Regions from separate parts of the Mus musculus genome. Here all the other regions are linked to region 1. The links are chromatin contacts, called in public HiChIP or PLAC-seq and promoter capture Hi-C maps. All regions are on one chromosome and are shown on one strand. The core of a region is the stretch at or near the end of the contact, and the rest is flanking DNA. Distances in the headings are between cores, read along the strand shown.

Region 1 (2,787 bases), core at 84-2,583:
TTGGTGAACAAAACAGAAGAGTTCTCCACTTTTACGGAGCACACATCTTACTGGAGGACACAGAGATAGTCACAAAAGTAAGATTAAATAGGACGGGGTGAAGAACATTCCAGCGCTCAGGAGGCGGTGGTGGAAGGATGAGTAGTTGGAGCCTGGGCAAAGGAGAAAGTTCTTGTCTGAAATACATGAATAAGCAAAGAAATAAAATATTGAGCAATAATGCCCGCTCTGTGGAGGGAGCTGCTTTTAGAAGCAAGGTCAGAGATGACAGCTTCAGTGCACTAATATCTGAATGGGGGGAAAAAGTGAGCTGCACAGAGAAACCAGAAGAGGAAACAGAGAACTCAAAACCTGGCTACAACCCAGCCTGGCCTATATATTTTTATATATGCTTTTCAGCGACTTTTTTTTTTTTTTGCAACAAGTTTTCTTAGGTTATCGATGGGGAAACTGAGGCTCAGTTCCCCAGTGATTGGCACATCGAGGAGTACTGTGTAGTTTTCTCTGGAGTCTTTTCTCACCCATTTAGTCATTAATTTAACATGTGTGGCTCTAGAGAGGGCTTTAAGGGGACACAAGACTGATCAGCACAGAGCTGGTCCCTGGCTTAAGGCTGCTGGGGTTACATCTGATTATTTATTAGTGAGTTATAGTGATAGAGTGACCACATGACTGTCTTATTAATTTAATTAGGTTTTTGAGATGGTCTAGATATGTAGTCCTGGATGACCTGAACTCACTATGTAGTCCAGGCTGGCCTTGAACTTACCGAGATCCACCTCCCTTTGCCTCCCAAGTGCTGGAATTTAAGGCGTGCACTAGTTCGCCCAGTCACGGGACTGTTTTAATAGTGTTTGAGCTCCCTTGCTGACCCTAAACTTTTTGTTTGTTTGTTTGTTTGTTTTTTTGAGAGAGGGTTTCTCTGTGTAGCTCTGGCTGTCCTGGAACTCACTCTGTAGACCAGGCTGGCCTCGAACTCAGAAATCCGCCTGCCTCTGCCTCCCAAGTGCTGGGATTAGAGGCGTGCGTTGTTTTGTTTTTTGGACCCGAAACTTTTGACTTTCTAGTAATTCTGGGTTTACAGGGCTGTGGAGAGGACACGGCTAGGGACTGGCACTTACCTATAACCCCTCCTCTGGCCTCTAGAGGGCGTCAAATCACCCAAAACACTGCCTGAAGCCAGGTGCCCAAGAGCGCTTTGTGCGATGGGCATTGGCCCGCCCGCTACTCCCTATTGGGCTTCATTGTACGGAGAGGCCAGGTCGCGCTTTCGCGATCTGCGCATGCGCAGTCTGGAGAGTGGCGGGAGCGTGCGCAGGCGCAGACCATTTAGGACCGGAAGTTGAGGCGTCCGTGCTATTTCGGAGGTAAGGGGCGGGGCGTGTGTGCGGGGTGTCTGCGTGGCTTTGGTCCCTGGTGCAGGATTTGTGTGGGGCTATAGTTCCGAGCGAGCAGGGGAGTCAAGAGAACCCCAATTTTAATGAAGGAATGTGCCAGGACCCAGAGAGCTCTGGCGGTGCGCGATTCTTAGAAGCTGGAGGACCAAGAGGCCCGGAACTGAAACCACAGAGGGAACAAGTTTCTGAGAAAGGGAGAGAAAAGGGGACCAGGGTGATGGGGTGCCTGCAAGAGAGGCTCACAAGGGCGCCAGGAAGAGATTGGCAAGAAAGCCTGGATGGTGGTGAGACCCACAGTTATGAAAAGATGGAGTTTGAAACAGAACCTTGAAAGTTGGAGGTGATAGTAGAGTCGTGCTGAAAAATGGCGAAAGGAAGAAATGCACCCCAGATTTGCGTTCCTCGCACTGCTTATTTAGCTTAGCAAAATAGAGTGGAAATAGTCTTAATGTTGTGAGAAAGTGAACATATATGTATACATATGTGATTGAGACTACACAGAAATACCGGAGTGGTAGCTGTAAAGAAAGGCACCATTGGTAGATAAAAGTATTGACTGGAGAACTGTAAACAAATAGAGGGCCGGGAGCTAGGTGCTGGATCTGAGCACAGGAGGCTGAAGCAGGAGGATTGTGAGTTAAAGGCCAACCCAGTCTACATAGGATGACTCTTGTCTCCAAAAATAAATAAATTTGAGGAAAAGTTGAAACAAGATGGAGAAAGTGGAGAAATTCAAATGGAGGTCTGAGGAAGAGAGGGAGGGAGGGAGAGAGAGAGAGAGAGAGAGGAGAGAGAGGGGAGAGAGGGAGAAATAGAGAAATAGAAAGAGAGGTATTGGGAAGATGGCCCGGTAAGCCATACTTGGACATAATGGTGCTTACTTGCAGTCCCAGCACTTATGTGGTGGAGACTGGATGGTGAGTGAGTTCAAGGTCATGCTTATCTGTGTGGAGAGTTCAAGGTTAGGCTAAACTACCTGAGACCCCAAACCAAATGAAGGAGTAAAATGCCCGAGGGAACAGACCCATTGGCAGCCATGGGTGCTGATGTTGGGCCTAGTGTGAGTCAGGGTTTTTGTTGCCTAGAAGGAGCTTTCTCCTCCTTACTGTCCCAGTCTTTTTCTGAGGATCACTGGCTCCATCTTCTAGCAGCTTTCCAAGGCCTGGTCCTCATTCCCTTCTAGAATAGAGTTCTCTCAGTCCTGTCATCACCGAGCTTCAGTCTTTACTCAGAAGTGTTGTACTCTGCAGTGTCTGCTATGTTTGTGGGACTCACAAGGTCTTCCTCCCTGGACACTCAAAGGTAGCTCTAACAACTCCCAAGAGGGGACCAAGTCCCTCCCACCCCTGTGACTGCATAAAGCCAACCTCTGGGCTCTTTCATGATGACC
Region 2 (2,787 bases), core at 79-2,578, 220 kb after region 1:
ACTAACATCATTCTGGGAAATGAACAGTAGCCATTCTTTTGTGTTTATTGGAGCCTTTGAATTCCAGATCCCACTAGAAGGCTGGCTCCCCTGCAGCTCCCGATGACAACACAAAACTCCAGTTGCATTCCGAGTGGAGGAGGGATCCTCTGGGCTTTCTGGAAGGACACCCTGTCACTGCTCTTCTCCCCAGGCTGCTTGCAGTTGGCAGGCCTTCTGGGGAAGACTCAGAGCTTCAGAGTCATGGGGTCTGAGTTCAAGTTCTGGCCCCACAATGTGGTTAGGACCCAGTGTCCTCACCCCTGCGTGTCACTCTTCTTTTACTGGAAAGCATGGCTCAGTTTCGTTTCTTTGTAACTGTCACTCGGGGGACAGGGCTCGTACTAGACCTGATGTCCAGGACACGTTTGGGCAATGTGGGTTTGGTGGTGTGTCTGTCAACCTTGTTTGGGAGAGCTACAGTAACAAGTGTGACCTAGGACTCAGTCACTAACAGAGAGAGCAGCAGTAATGAGTGGGCCCCAGATATATCGGTCAGCCTCAGTAGAGAGAGGTATAGGAGTAAGTGAGCCCCAGGTCTCTGCCATTATAGCATCCTCTAACTATATATTCAGCTGCCTGGGGGAAGCCCCAGCATGTTGACAGTGGCTTTGTCATATGTCCACTCTGTCCTGAGACTGAGGCAGAGCCACGACACCGTGGGCTCCATCTGTGTCACTCAGCTCATATGCCTGACTTCCACAGCAGGTCTTGTTAGTGGGTGCTGCTGTTTGGGGTCAATAGCTTTGTATGGCTCAGTTGCTTTTTCAAGAGGTGTTAAGCAGATGGGCTGAGCTGGGAAGGGCCGTCCCTGGGTGAGAAGCACTGGCCACGTGCCCCTCCGTGAGAGCATAGCCCTGAACCTCTCAGGTATCATTACCTCTCTCTATTTACAAGAGGCATTTAGTGGATGCTCTTTGAACAAAAGAGTGAACTTGTTTATTTAACATCCACTGTGAATTCATTTATTCACTCTCTACGTTCATTGAGCCTCTTTCTACCACCACAGGGTGGGATCCAGGGATCTCAGAGAGGAAGAGGATGACAACCCTGCCCTGATAAGGCCCACTTGTAGCAGGGAGGCAGTGAAAGAGGAGGCCATTGGACATGGGCTAGTGGATCCTATTGTGGGTTTTGCTTTGCTTCTTTTTTCAGGGGTGGGGGATGATTACATTTTTATTCATTTTATTTTTACATCTTACGTGTATGAGTGTTTTGCCTGTGTGTGTGACTGCGCACCACATGCATGTAAGCCTGGAGTCACAGATGGTTATCAGCTGCAGTGTGGGTGCCAGGAATTGAACCTTGGTCGTTTGGAAGATCAGTCAGTGCTCTTGACTGCTGAGTCATCTCTCCACCCTTTCTCTGATCTATCTACGTGTGGTGCACACTTGTAGATGGATTGCCAAGCTTGGTGGTGGGTGACTTTATTCACTCTTCCTGGCCTCTTTTTCCCTTTTTTTTTTTTTTTTTTTTGTTTGTTTGTTTGTTTTTGTTTTCTGAAGCAGACCCTTGTGAAGTCTAAGGAGGCCTTGACCTCACTCTGTGTCTGAGGATGAGTTTGAACTCCTGATCTCCCTGCCTCCCAACCACCAGGATTAGAGCCACCGTGCTAGCACCTGCACCTCTTTTCAGCTTTCCAAACTCAAGGTCTGCCTGTGACAGTGGTTTTCAACCTTCCTAATACCATAGCCCTTTAATATAATTCCTCATGCTGTGGTGGCCCCCAAATCATGAAAGTATTTTCGTTACTTCATAACTGTAATTTTGCTACTGTTGTGAATCATAATGTAAATACTTTTGAAGCTAGAAGTTTGCCAAAGGGGTCGTGACCCACACACAGGTTGAGAACTGCTGATCTCTGTGTACATATTAGAGCTTCCTGGATGTTCCATTGTACAGATACACACTACAGCTGATTTATCTATCCATCCATTCACGGATACTCAGGCGGCTTCGGTGAGCTGTTGTGGAAAACGCAATGGTGGCCTCTGGTGTACCAATCCCTATTTAAGACTTTTGATTTCTTTGCACATGCACCCAGAAGTGGAGTTACTGTGCTGACTGCTAGTGCTATTTTTAATGTTCTGAGGAACTGCCAAACCCTACCACAGCAGCCAACAGAGCTGTACTCCCTCCAGCAGTGAGCAAGGGCTCCGGTTTCCCACAGCCCTGCCAACACTTGCTACTTCCCAGTTTCTTCATGGTAGCCGCTCTGAGGGGTGTGGGGCCTTGTCTCCTTGGGGCTTTGAGTGTGTTTCCCTCACGATGAATCATGCTGGGCATCCTTTTGTGTGCTATTGGTTGTGTATTTTCTCTGGAGATCATCCCAGGATCCTTGTGCATGTTAGTCAGGTGTTCTAACACTGAGCCACGCCCCCAGCCCCTCACTGGGGGATTCTAGGCAGGGGCTCTACCACTGAGCCACACCTCCATCTCCAATCCTTCATTGGGGAACAATCTCCCTCCCTGCCCTCCATCTCATCTCTCTCACTTGCTCTCTTTCTTTGTGGTTGGAGACCAGAGAACAACCTATAATATCACCCTTCCTTGAGACAGTTCCTCACTGAACTGTAGCGCACCAACACATGAAGCCACCTGGCCAGCAAACCCCAGAGATCTTTTATCTCTGCCTCTCTCATGCTGAGGTTACAAATGTATGACACCACACCCAGTCTTTTATGTGGAATAGGTGCTAGTGATCAGACTCAGGGCCTCATGCTTACAAAGCCCCACTTTCCCCAACTG
Region 3 (2,787 bases), core at 152-2,651, 170 kb after region 1:
TGCAATTCATCAGCAAATGATTCGTGTCCATTTTCATCCATACTTTTGGCATTTACAGAACTCCCCTTCTCCCTGAGTGGTTGCAAAAGCTGTTGTGTCACTTTGCGGTTTCCTTGTTTATTGCAGTGACTTCCTGTCCCACTGTGGGCCAGGATCATAGCTGATTTCAGAGTTTTTCATTGTTGGCCAGCTAGGTTGCATCTGCTTTTTAAAACATAGTCATGGTTTTTGTTTTATTTTGTTTTAGGAATGTTTACAAAAACGTGCGCCTCAGTTTCTTGACTGGCCTTTATTAAGGAAGCTGACAGAAACCCCAAAAGGATTCTTCAGATCCAAAATCCCCTCATTAGCGTTTCGGTACTCTAAGAGCTGTCAGCCGCCGGCCCCGCCCTCCGAGGCCACGCCTCCGAAGCCCACCCGCTCGGGCCGATTCAAATGCAGCCAATAGAAGCGTGTAAACAAACATAAGCCACACCCACTACACGAATAATTTCGAGCACCAGGGCGCGAAGCCTATTTTATCTTGTGTGTGGGGGGTAGAGGTGGGGCGGAGCTGTGGCCACGCCCCCACATGCGGCCAATCAAAGGCCAGACTCCGCCCCTCGCACTTGCGGTGCTGAGGACCCCAGGCCGGGCTGGGCTAATCGCTGCCTGATTTTGCTGCCGGATTACAGCGCTCCGGTCTTGGCTGTCCTCAGAAGGGGTACCTTATGGCCACAGTGGAAGGGTATAGCTAGAGGACAGAGACTACGAAGGAATCCCCTTCTCTTCCTCCTCCTGGCCACCAAGACCCGGGCCCTTGGAAGTCTCGTAAAAACTTTCTCTTCTCACCCTTATTTAAAGCAACCTGGAAAGGCAGGAGTGTTTCAGGACGGGAGTCAGGCTTTGGTTGTTGAAGTGTTATATGCAAAAGAAAAAATGCACCAATCGTGTGCCATCAGTTTCTCGGATAATGAAACAATTGGGGCGCAAAGTTTGAAGCTTCCATTGCCTGACAGGAGCCGCGGGGAAGTGTTTCTACTTTCAGTGGAGGAAGCCATTTATTTAAAATCCGGAGGTGGGGAGGTGGAAGAGGGGCTGACGAGGTGGCTCAGTGAATAATGGCGCTTGCCACCAAAACTTGATCTGAAATTTATCTCCAGAAACCACGTGTTGGAAGGAGAGAAACATACACACACTGAAAAATAGAACTGGAGATGTGGTGCAGTTGGTACTTAATCTACTATCTAAGAAGCCCTGGTTTTCACAGCACCATCCAGGCGTGGTGGTTAAAGCTGTAATCCCGGAAGGTGGAGGCTGGGGGGTCAGGAGAGTTCCAGGTCCGCCCTAGGCTACAGAGCAAGACTGAAGCCCACCTAGGCTATTAAGCGGATGCTATTGACACCGTCTGTAGACAGATGGCGCTGACGAGGTTCTCCAGGGTAGGAGCTGGGCTGTAGTGAGCTGAGTTTCTGAAAGGCTCAGGGCTCTGATAAGAGCTAAGGCATATGCAGAAATGTGCGGAAAAAGGCTGGAGGAGGGTTCAGAGGACAAGATGATGTCAGGCCCTTCGGGCAAGGCAGTTCTCCAATATCTGGCCTTGTCCACAGCAAGAACACGGGGCTTCTACCTTTTCTTTTCCACTATACTATCATAATTAAAACTGTCAGCCTAGCCTGGTGGTGCAGGTCTGTCATCACTGCAGCTAAGGAAGCTGAGGCAGGAGGATAGCAAGTTCAAGCCCTGAACTTTAGCAACTTAGACCCTGTCAATATAAGAAGTGAAAAAGAAGGCTAGGGATGGTGACTTGCTGTGTGAGACCCTGGGTTTAACCTGCAAAAGAGGTTTGAAAGAAAGAAAGAAAGAAAGAAAGAAAGAAAGAAAGAAAGAAGCAGCAGCCATCTGAGCTCTTTTTTTATTTTTTATTTTTTGGTTTTTCGAGACAGGGTTTCTCTGTGTGGCCCTGGCTGTCCTGGAACTCACTTTGTAGACCAGGCTGGCCTCAAACTCACAAATCCGCCTGCCTCTGCCTACCGAGTGCTGGGATTAAAGGCGTGCGCCACCACTGCCCGGCACCATCTGAGCTCTTTAAAAAATATTATTTCTTCATCAAGTAAGGGTCTCATTATGCAGGCAGGCCTTGAACTCAAAAAGACCCACCTTCATCTGCCTCCCAAGTGCTAGAACTAAAGATGTGCTGGGTCATGTGTAGCCCAAGTGAGCCTTAGATTTGATATGTGATTGACTATTGTTGTTTTTGGAAATTGATTTTTATTTCGAACTATGGTATTCTTGTTTGAATATATACACGTTGAATTCCAGTGCCTAAGGAGGCTAAAAGAGGGTATCCATGCACTCTTCTGGGATTGGAATTAAAGGCTGTTGTAAGCTGACATGGATGCCGGGAACAGTCCCTGGGTCTTCTTGTAAGAGTAATTCAAAGTCTTAACCGCAGAGCTATGTCTCCAAGCGCTGATCCTAAACTTTTGATGCTCCTGAATACATTCAGAGTGTTGGGGTATAGGTGTGCAGCCCACTATGCCTAGTGTATGTGGACCTAGGATAAACTCTAGCAACTGAACTGTGTCACCAGCCCCACAGTGCTTTTTGAATACCTTGGGCTCTTGTCACTAGCTTGGAAGCCTGGATGGGCTTTCAGGGATGCTCAGGGAAAATAGCCATTTGATCTCCCAGGTCTGTGCCAGCTCTTGCTCAGCTTGGGGGCTGGCTTGTCTTGGCTCCTCCACACCCAGCCAAGGACTTCCAAGTAGCGTGTGTTTACAGCCCTCGCCTAAGCTAAGAGGTCTG
Region 4 (2,787 bases), core at 130-2,629, 150 kb after region 1:
AATAAAGAGGATCAGAACCAAACCAAAATTAAACAAGAGAACTCCCTTCCACAGGAGACCAACAGCAAACTAAAATGACACTCACACAAGCTGCTCAATTATTTCACTAATTCTCTCCTTTTCTTCGATGGTTGAAGAGAAAACCTTGGAACTGAATCAAGGCCCTATTTAAGATGAAGTATTACTGACAATATTGGTTGTAAAAAACAACTAGCTGGGCATGGCACAATCTATAGTCCTGGTTCCTGGACAGACTGAGGCAAGAGGTCTGATGGAGCCTCAGTGTTCTGAAAAGATGGCAAGACCTCCCTCTTTTAAAAAGACAAAGCAGGATTTAATCAAGCACCTGTCTGGTACATTATGGTCTATGGGAGGCTTTTGCAGTCTTCTCCTTTTCATGTCTCACCATTGTTCTAGAGCAGTGGGCATGTGAGGATTGGGGTCCCCTTATTTTACATGACATGAGGTCTGGAAAAGCTGGACTAGTACAAGACAGAATGGACAGGATCCCCACTTACTCTGGACAAATGCTCTTGAGATACAGCAGTAATATAAACGTCCCCTACAAGCCTGATGGTCTGCCTCCACACAGATCAAAGATGGGGATGCCAGTCTGTGGGATGGCTCGGTGGTAAAAGCACAAGCTACGGAAGCCTGAGGACCTGTATTTAACACCCAGAACCCACAAGCTGACAATTCCAAAGTAGGATAAAAGCCTCCTCTACAAGAAGAGATTTTTGTTTTGTTTTTCCTTTCCTTCCTTCCCTTTATTAGCATGTTGAAGTCAGGGTCTTACTATGTAGCTCTGGCTGGCCTCTATTTGCAGTGTTCCTCCTGTGTTTGTATTCTACATGCTGGAGTTATGAGCAGGCATCATCATGCCCAGCTAAGGAGACCTTTCCTAGCCAATGCCAGCGGATTCAGTCCCTGGCTACCTGCAGGAACTGTAGGTGCTCAGTCCATGAGCAGCCTCACCTTGTAAGGAGGTCTGTGACTCAGAGTCTGCATATTCTTCCAGCAGCTTCACAGAGTCACTGTCCTTCCCCGAGTATAGGGACAGGGTGTCCAGATTGTCCTCTAGCACTTCACTGGGCATATCAGATGTGGAGAGACTGGGGTCAAGGTCCAAACCGCTTAAGCCAGCGTAGAGCAGGTCCCGTGTGCTGGGGCCCAGGTCCCGGTTGAGTGTGTCACTGCAGTTGAGCACTTGACTTTCAGAGAAGGATGGGAGGTGCCCTTCTGATGGAAGTGCTCCCTCTTCCCCAAGACTGTATGGCTCCATGGCTTTCCACTGCCAGGTCCTGGCTAGAGCCCGTCTCCAGACAAGCAAAGCCGTGTCCAGAGTCAGGAAGGGAAGAGCCCTCGCTGGCAGCTAGCTCCTGAAAATGAACAAGGACGTATTAGAATCAAGAGGTGGTAGGTGTAGTAGGCAGAATGTAGACTTGAAAATGGAGCCACTGAGATGGGTCTGTTCTTAGCCATTTAACCTTGCTGCACGACCTTGGGCAAGATCCATGAACTCCATTTCCTCATCTGTCAACTAGACAAAAGAATAACACATGGTGGACTGCAGAGTCCTCTGCCTCCAGTTATAAATATTAGAAAGATCAAATAGACTTTAATGTGTGTCTAGGCAGAAAAGACAAGCAAGGAAAATCCCAAGGCCAGCAACAAGGAAACTCAAAGTTAGAGTCTGTGCAGGCACAAGTCAGTCCACTGGGACATCCAGGCCCAAGTTTAAGCCTGGGGATGCTTGTCCACTTGTTCCATGTGGCCAGGAGACACATGAAATACCACTGCACAAAGGGAGGCTTACTGTGTGTGTAAAAGAGCCTGGACTGGGAAAGTCTCATACAAAAAAAAAAAAAAAAAAGTAAATACAATGAGTTTTAATATAGAGTAAATGTTGAAGTTAGGTTGGGGGTGTAGCTCAGTTAGTAAAATGCCTATCCTAGCACACTCAAACTTCTAGGCTCCACTCAGCATCACATAAACCAGGCATGCCTGTAGTCCCAACATTTGGGATATGGAGGCAAGATATCCTTGGGTAAATAGATAGTTTGAGGCCAGCCTGTGTTTCATGAGATGCTGTCTCAATAGTCCTATCACCCTGATCCCCAAAAAGGAATAAAAGAGGAAGTTTTACTAACCACATTCTAAAAATAAAAAAGATTACAAGGAAGTACTATGAAGAACTGTGTTTAGACAGTGCACTCACACAGAAGATAGGCTACAATACACACCCAATGTGTTAAGTCATTGAACTCAGATACAAAAAAATCAATGAGCAAATTTCTAGAAATAGACAGATTATCAAAATTCACTCAGAAGAATATATGAATGATCTTAAAACAAATTAAAAGATAAGGGGATATGCAGTGGTGCCCACCTATACTTCTAGCATGCCAGAAGTTGAGCGAGACAAGTCCTTGAATCCAGGAGTTCAAGACTGGCCTAGGAAAAACAAGCAGGAGAAGAAAAGAAAAGAGAAGAGGGAGGAAGGAAGATAGGGATGAAGAGAGGAGAAAGATGGGGAGGGGAAGCAAAGGTAAGAGGAGAGAGAAATGAAAAGGGAAGGAAGGGAAAGAAAATACTAAATTCATATTGAATTCAAATAATTCTCACCTATCTTACCACAGAAACACAAAACAAAACAACAAAACTTTATTATGTGGTGATGAAACATGCCTTTAATTGCAGCACTTGGGAGGCAGAAGCAGATGGATCTATGTGTGTTGAGGCCAGCCTGGTCTAAAAAGTAAGTTTTAGGACAGCCAGGACTACACA
Region 5 (2,787 bases), core at 89-2,588, 140 kb before region 1:
TCTTGGCTGGTGCACACCTTAATCCCAGCATCTGGGAAGCAGAGGCAGGTAGACCTCTGAGTTCAAGGCTAGCCTGATCTACAGAGTGAGTTCCAGGACAGCCAGGGCTACACAGAAAAACCCTGTCTCGAAAACCAGTGGGGGAGGGGGACAACGACGACAACCTTTGAAAGGGGCAAATGTGTTCTCGCCATCTCCTACCCTAGCCACCCAGCAGCTTTAGAAAGGTCTGATTCTAGGAGTGCAATGAATTGCACAGTTAAAACAAGAGCAGGCTGGGCTACTCTTAACATGAAATTTCCACAGCACAAGGAGGAATTAGGTTTGGCTCTTTAGTTTTTGATTCTTCAAGAATGTTTGCAAAGCAGTCTCTTTGGCTTATGGGAGCTTGCTTATGCTAGGCAGTTTACTTACGTTCTTTTCCCATTATCACATCAGGGACAGCTAGTTTAAAAATGGCTAACTGATTTATCAGATCTCTCCAGGGACCGTGATGAGATTTGAGCTCAGGCCTCATTGATTCAAAAACTTTTTTGCTCTATTTTGGTTGTATATTTGTTTTGTTTATCAAGGCAGGATTTCTCTGTAGCCTTGGAACTCACTCTGTAGACAAGGCTGTACTTGAACTCAGCCTTTTGCTCATTACATTCCAGTGATGTGACTTTCAAACTTGGCTTCCTCCCATTGTCTCTTCTAGAGAGAAAACCAAAGTTGCCAAAGTAAGCCAAGGAGTGGAAGATGGACCTGAGGCCAAGAGAGCAAAGCTTGATTCATCAGAGACAACCATGGTCAAAAAGGTAAGCGAGAGAGCTGAGGTTGGAAACCCTGGGGCCTCGTAACTGCAAATGAGGGAAGCCTGGAAGAGGAAGTTCGAGAGTGGGTATAGCTACTGCTGATTCCAGGCAGCTCTCTCCTCCCGAGAAAATGGGTTTATATTCCAGATCCTTCACTGTTCTGACAGCCTCTCAAATGATCAAGTACTCTTGTGCTGCAGCACCGTGGTAGCCAGATGACAAGCTTGTGTAACTGATTTGGCATAAAAGCCATCAGTTTTGACTTCTAGTGTCACATGTGTCATGTGACAGTGACGTATGAGACTGGAAGTGGGTCTTAGACCTGAGTGTGGAGTTAGACAGTTGTGAGCCACAGTGTGACTTGAGATGCTCAGTAATAAAGTGTTTCCTGTACAAGCGCGCTGAGCAAGTCACCCCAGACGGCTTGTGCCTGTGTGACAGTGCCCGGGAGGGAGACGAGCGGTCAGTGTAGTGAGCACCAGGTTCAGTAAGAGCTCCTGTCTCAGAAAGGTAAAGAGCTGGGCTGGCACTGGTTATTGTAGAGGAGGATCTGTGTTCCCGTGGCAGTAAGCCCAGCGTGGTGACTCAGGCCTTATCATCTCAGCATTTAGGAAGTGGAGACTAAGGATCAGAAGTTCAAAGCTCCAGTTCCAGGTTAGCTTGGGCTACCTGAGACTTTGTCCCCAAACCAACAGAAAGGTCTTTAATATGTGGATAGTAATTGCTGGTGTTGTGTGGGTCTCCCCCCCCCCCCCCAAAAAAAAACAAAACAAAACAAAACAAAAAACCATTGGGCGTAGAACCTGGGGACTTAGACATGTGTTTGGGTCTAGTGCAGTGTTTAATCTCATTTTAGAGAAAGCAGTTAGGAAAGCAAACAGAAGGCAATGGTTTCTTTAGCCGGTGTTAGACAAGAAAATCTTGTACTAGGGAAAGCAATTTGAAGTGGCTGGTATTGGTTTCACAAAACTGAGAAATAATGGGACCAAACCCATATTTAAGGAAAGCCGTTGGTTGGAACATTCATTTAAAGTTTCATTGAGGGTTAGAGGTTCTGTGCAGGTTCCACAGCACTGGGACTAAGTTTTCTAGCAAGACAAAACTGCATTTTCTGTCCCTTACTTTTGTGTTTGTGTTGGGATAGCTTTATCTGTGAGCCTGATGCCGAGGAATTATTAAGCTCTAATTTTAGTGTCTATTCACAGGACTGTAATTACCCGGAGTGAACAAACCTGGAGTCCTTTCTTTTTGAGGCCCAGTCAGGCTTTCTCTGCTGGGTTGCCTGAGTTTGGTGGGGAGAGACATTGTTAACAAATGGAGGAACACAAAAGGAGCTTTGTGGGCGGCTCTGTCAGTTTATAAATCACACCCTCTTACAAGTGTGACACTTGGCCCTGGTGTGAAGGGTTTTATGGCTTAAGGGCCTTCTCTGATTGAGGCCCACATTTTGCATTCATATGGAAAAAGCCCTTGCTTTGTTAGCCATTCACAGCTGGAAGTTTCCCTGGAATCCCTTCTGATGATGCCCACTAGGGTGGATATGGAAGCTTCATTTGGGAGCCACTTTTCTGTCACTATGAGGAGAATGTGGGGACCCCAGGCCAGTACTTGGCAGTCTTGGTGTGCCATTCCTGAGCGCTCTGCCGGCACTTTGCCCTTTGTGCAATGTCTTCCTTACAGAGGGCAGAAATTGAAGATATCAAAATATTCCCCAGCTGACATTGTTAGTCAGCTGTTACAATGGGACTATTCAGCTGGGATTCCAACCCTGAGCTCTTGAGGGCGCACAGCATGCAGCACATTCCTTCTGACAATCCCCTGGATTCCAGACCTTGGCTTTGTGTCTCACCAAGAACACAGGGCAAGGACAGGGTGTGGCAGTGTTTGGCCTTGTGGCTTTGCCACCTGGTAGTAACAACTTCTCTATTTGGAGAGAGAGGGCCTTGGGATTTTATTTTACTTATTTATAATTTTTTTGAGTGTGTCAGTCCTG

The links. Promoter capture Hi-C pulls out the DNA fragments that hold promoters and counts their contacts. HiChIP or PLAC-seq counts read pairs in DNA pulled down with a chosen protein or histone mark.
Region 2: a contact with region 1 is called in a promoter capture Hi-C map of macrophages, with 5 read pairs. The contact joins the enhancer-like site here to the promoter of Dhx34 in region 1. A contact is called at or near these places in 3 of 39 promoter capture datasets (cranial neural crest, embryonic stem cells and macrophages), 2 of 115 datasets of contacts at active chromatin or transcription factors (embryonic stem cells and large pre-B cells) and 2 of 9 other capture datasets (adipose tissue and liver).
Region 3: a contact with region 1 is called in an H3K4me3 HiChIP or PLAC-seq map of embryonic stem cells, with 23 read pairs. The contact joins the enhancer-like site here to the promoter of Dhx34 in region 1. A contact is called at or near these places in 4 of 39 promoter capture datasets (erythroid cells, hippocampal neurons, macrophages and 1 more), 2 of 484 Hi-C or Micro-C datasets (embryonic stem cells and erythroblasts), 10 of 115 datasets of contacts at active chromatin or transcription factors (the 230-238 cell line, CD8 T cells, the SCID.adh cell line and 5 more) and 4 of 9 other capture datasets (adipose tissue, embryonic stem cells, liver and 1 more).
Region 4: a promoter capture Hi-C map of the HPC-7 cell line shows a contact between it and region 1. The contact joins the promoter of Zfp541 here to the promoter of Dhx34 in region 1. A contact is called at or near these places in 12 of 39 promoter capture datasets (the C10 cell line, the HPC-7 cell line, cranial neural crest and 9 more), 2 of 484 Hi-C or Micro-C datasets (neural progenitor cells and pancreatic cancer cells), 3 of 115 datasets of contacts at active chromatin or transcription factors (embryonic stem cells and large pre-B cells) and 5 of 9 other capture datasets (adipose tissue, embryonic stem cells, liver and 2 more).
Region 5: an H3K27ac HiChIP or PLAC-seq map of embryonic stem cells shows a contact between it and region 1, with 5 read pairs. The contact joins the enhancer-like site here to the promoter of Dhx34 in region 1. A contact is called at or near these places in 1 of 39 promoter capture datasets (macrophages), 4 of 484 Hi-C or Micro-C datasets (cerebellum, embryonic fibroblasts, granulocyte-monocyte progenitors and 1 more), 3 of 115 datasets of contacts at active chromatin or transcription factors (effector CD8 T cells, embryonic stem cells and memory CD8 T cells) and 2 of 9 other capture datasets (adipose tissue and liver).

The regions. Positions count from the first base shown.
Region 1 is chr7:16,220,578-16,223,364 of GRCm38.p6, reverse strand. It overlaps Dhx34 (DEAH (Asp-Glu-Ala-His) box polypeptide 34), which reads left to right and starts at 1,333. Exons shown (of 17, transcript NM_027883.3): 1 at 1,333-1,367.
Region 2 is chr7:16,001,777-16,004,563 of GRCm38.p6, reverse strand. It overlaps a transcript of Bicra not described here. Among named protein-coding and RNA genes, the nearest start is that of Bicra, 3.7 kb to the right of the region's middle. Within about 2 kb of position 1,328, at least 153 of the 459 cell types and tissues checked have an H3K27ac peak or open chromatin away from gene starts, as enhancers often do. A contact at or near this core is called in adipose tissue and macrophages, where this site is marked.
Region 3 is chr7:16,050,680-16,053,466 of GRCm38.p6, reverse strand. No RefSeq gene overlaps it. Among named protein-coding and RNA genes, the nearest start is that of Gm32059, 5.9 kb to the right of the region's middle. Within about 2 kb of position 1,401, at least 341 of the 459 cell types and tissues checked have an H3K27ac peak or open chromatin away from gene starts, as enhancers often do. A contact at or near this core is called in CD8 T cells, the SCID.adh cell line, adipose tissue and 10 more, where this site is marked.
Region 4 is chr7:16,070,437-16,073,223 of GRCm38.p6, reverse strand. Zfp541 (zinc finger protein 541) reads right to left here and starts at 1,379. Exons shown (of 16, transcript NM_001099277.2): 1 at 976-1,379. The coding sequence starts at 1,282.
Region 5 is chr7:16,364,817-16,367,603 of GRCm38.p6, reverse strand. Sae1 (SUMO1 activating enzyme subunit 1) reads left to right here. Exons shown (of 9, transcript NM_019748.3): 5 at 698-797. Among named protein-coding and RNA genes, the nearest start is that of Sae1, 22 kb to the left of the region's middle. Within about 2 kb of position 1,338, at least 128 of the 459 cell types and tissues checked have an H3K27ac peak or open chromatin away from gene starts, as enhancers often do. A contact at or near this core is called in adipose tissue, effector CD8 T cells, embryonic stem cells and 2 more, where this site is marked.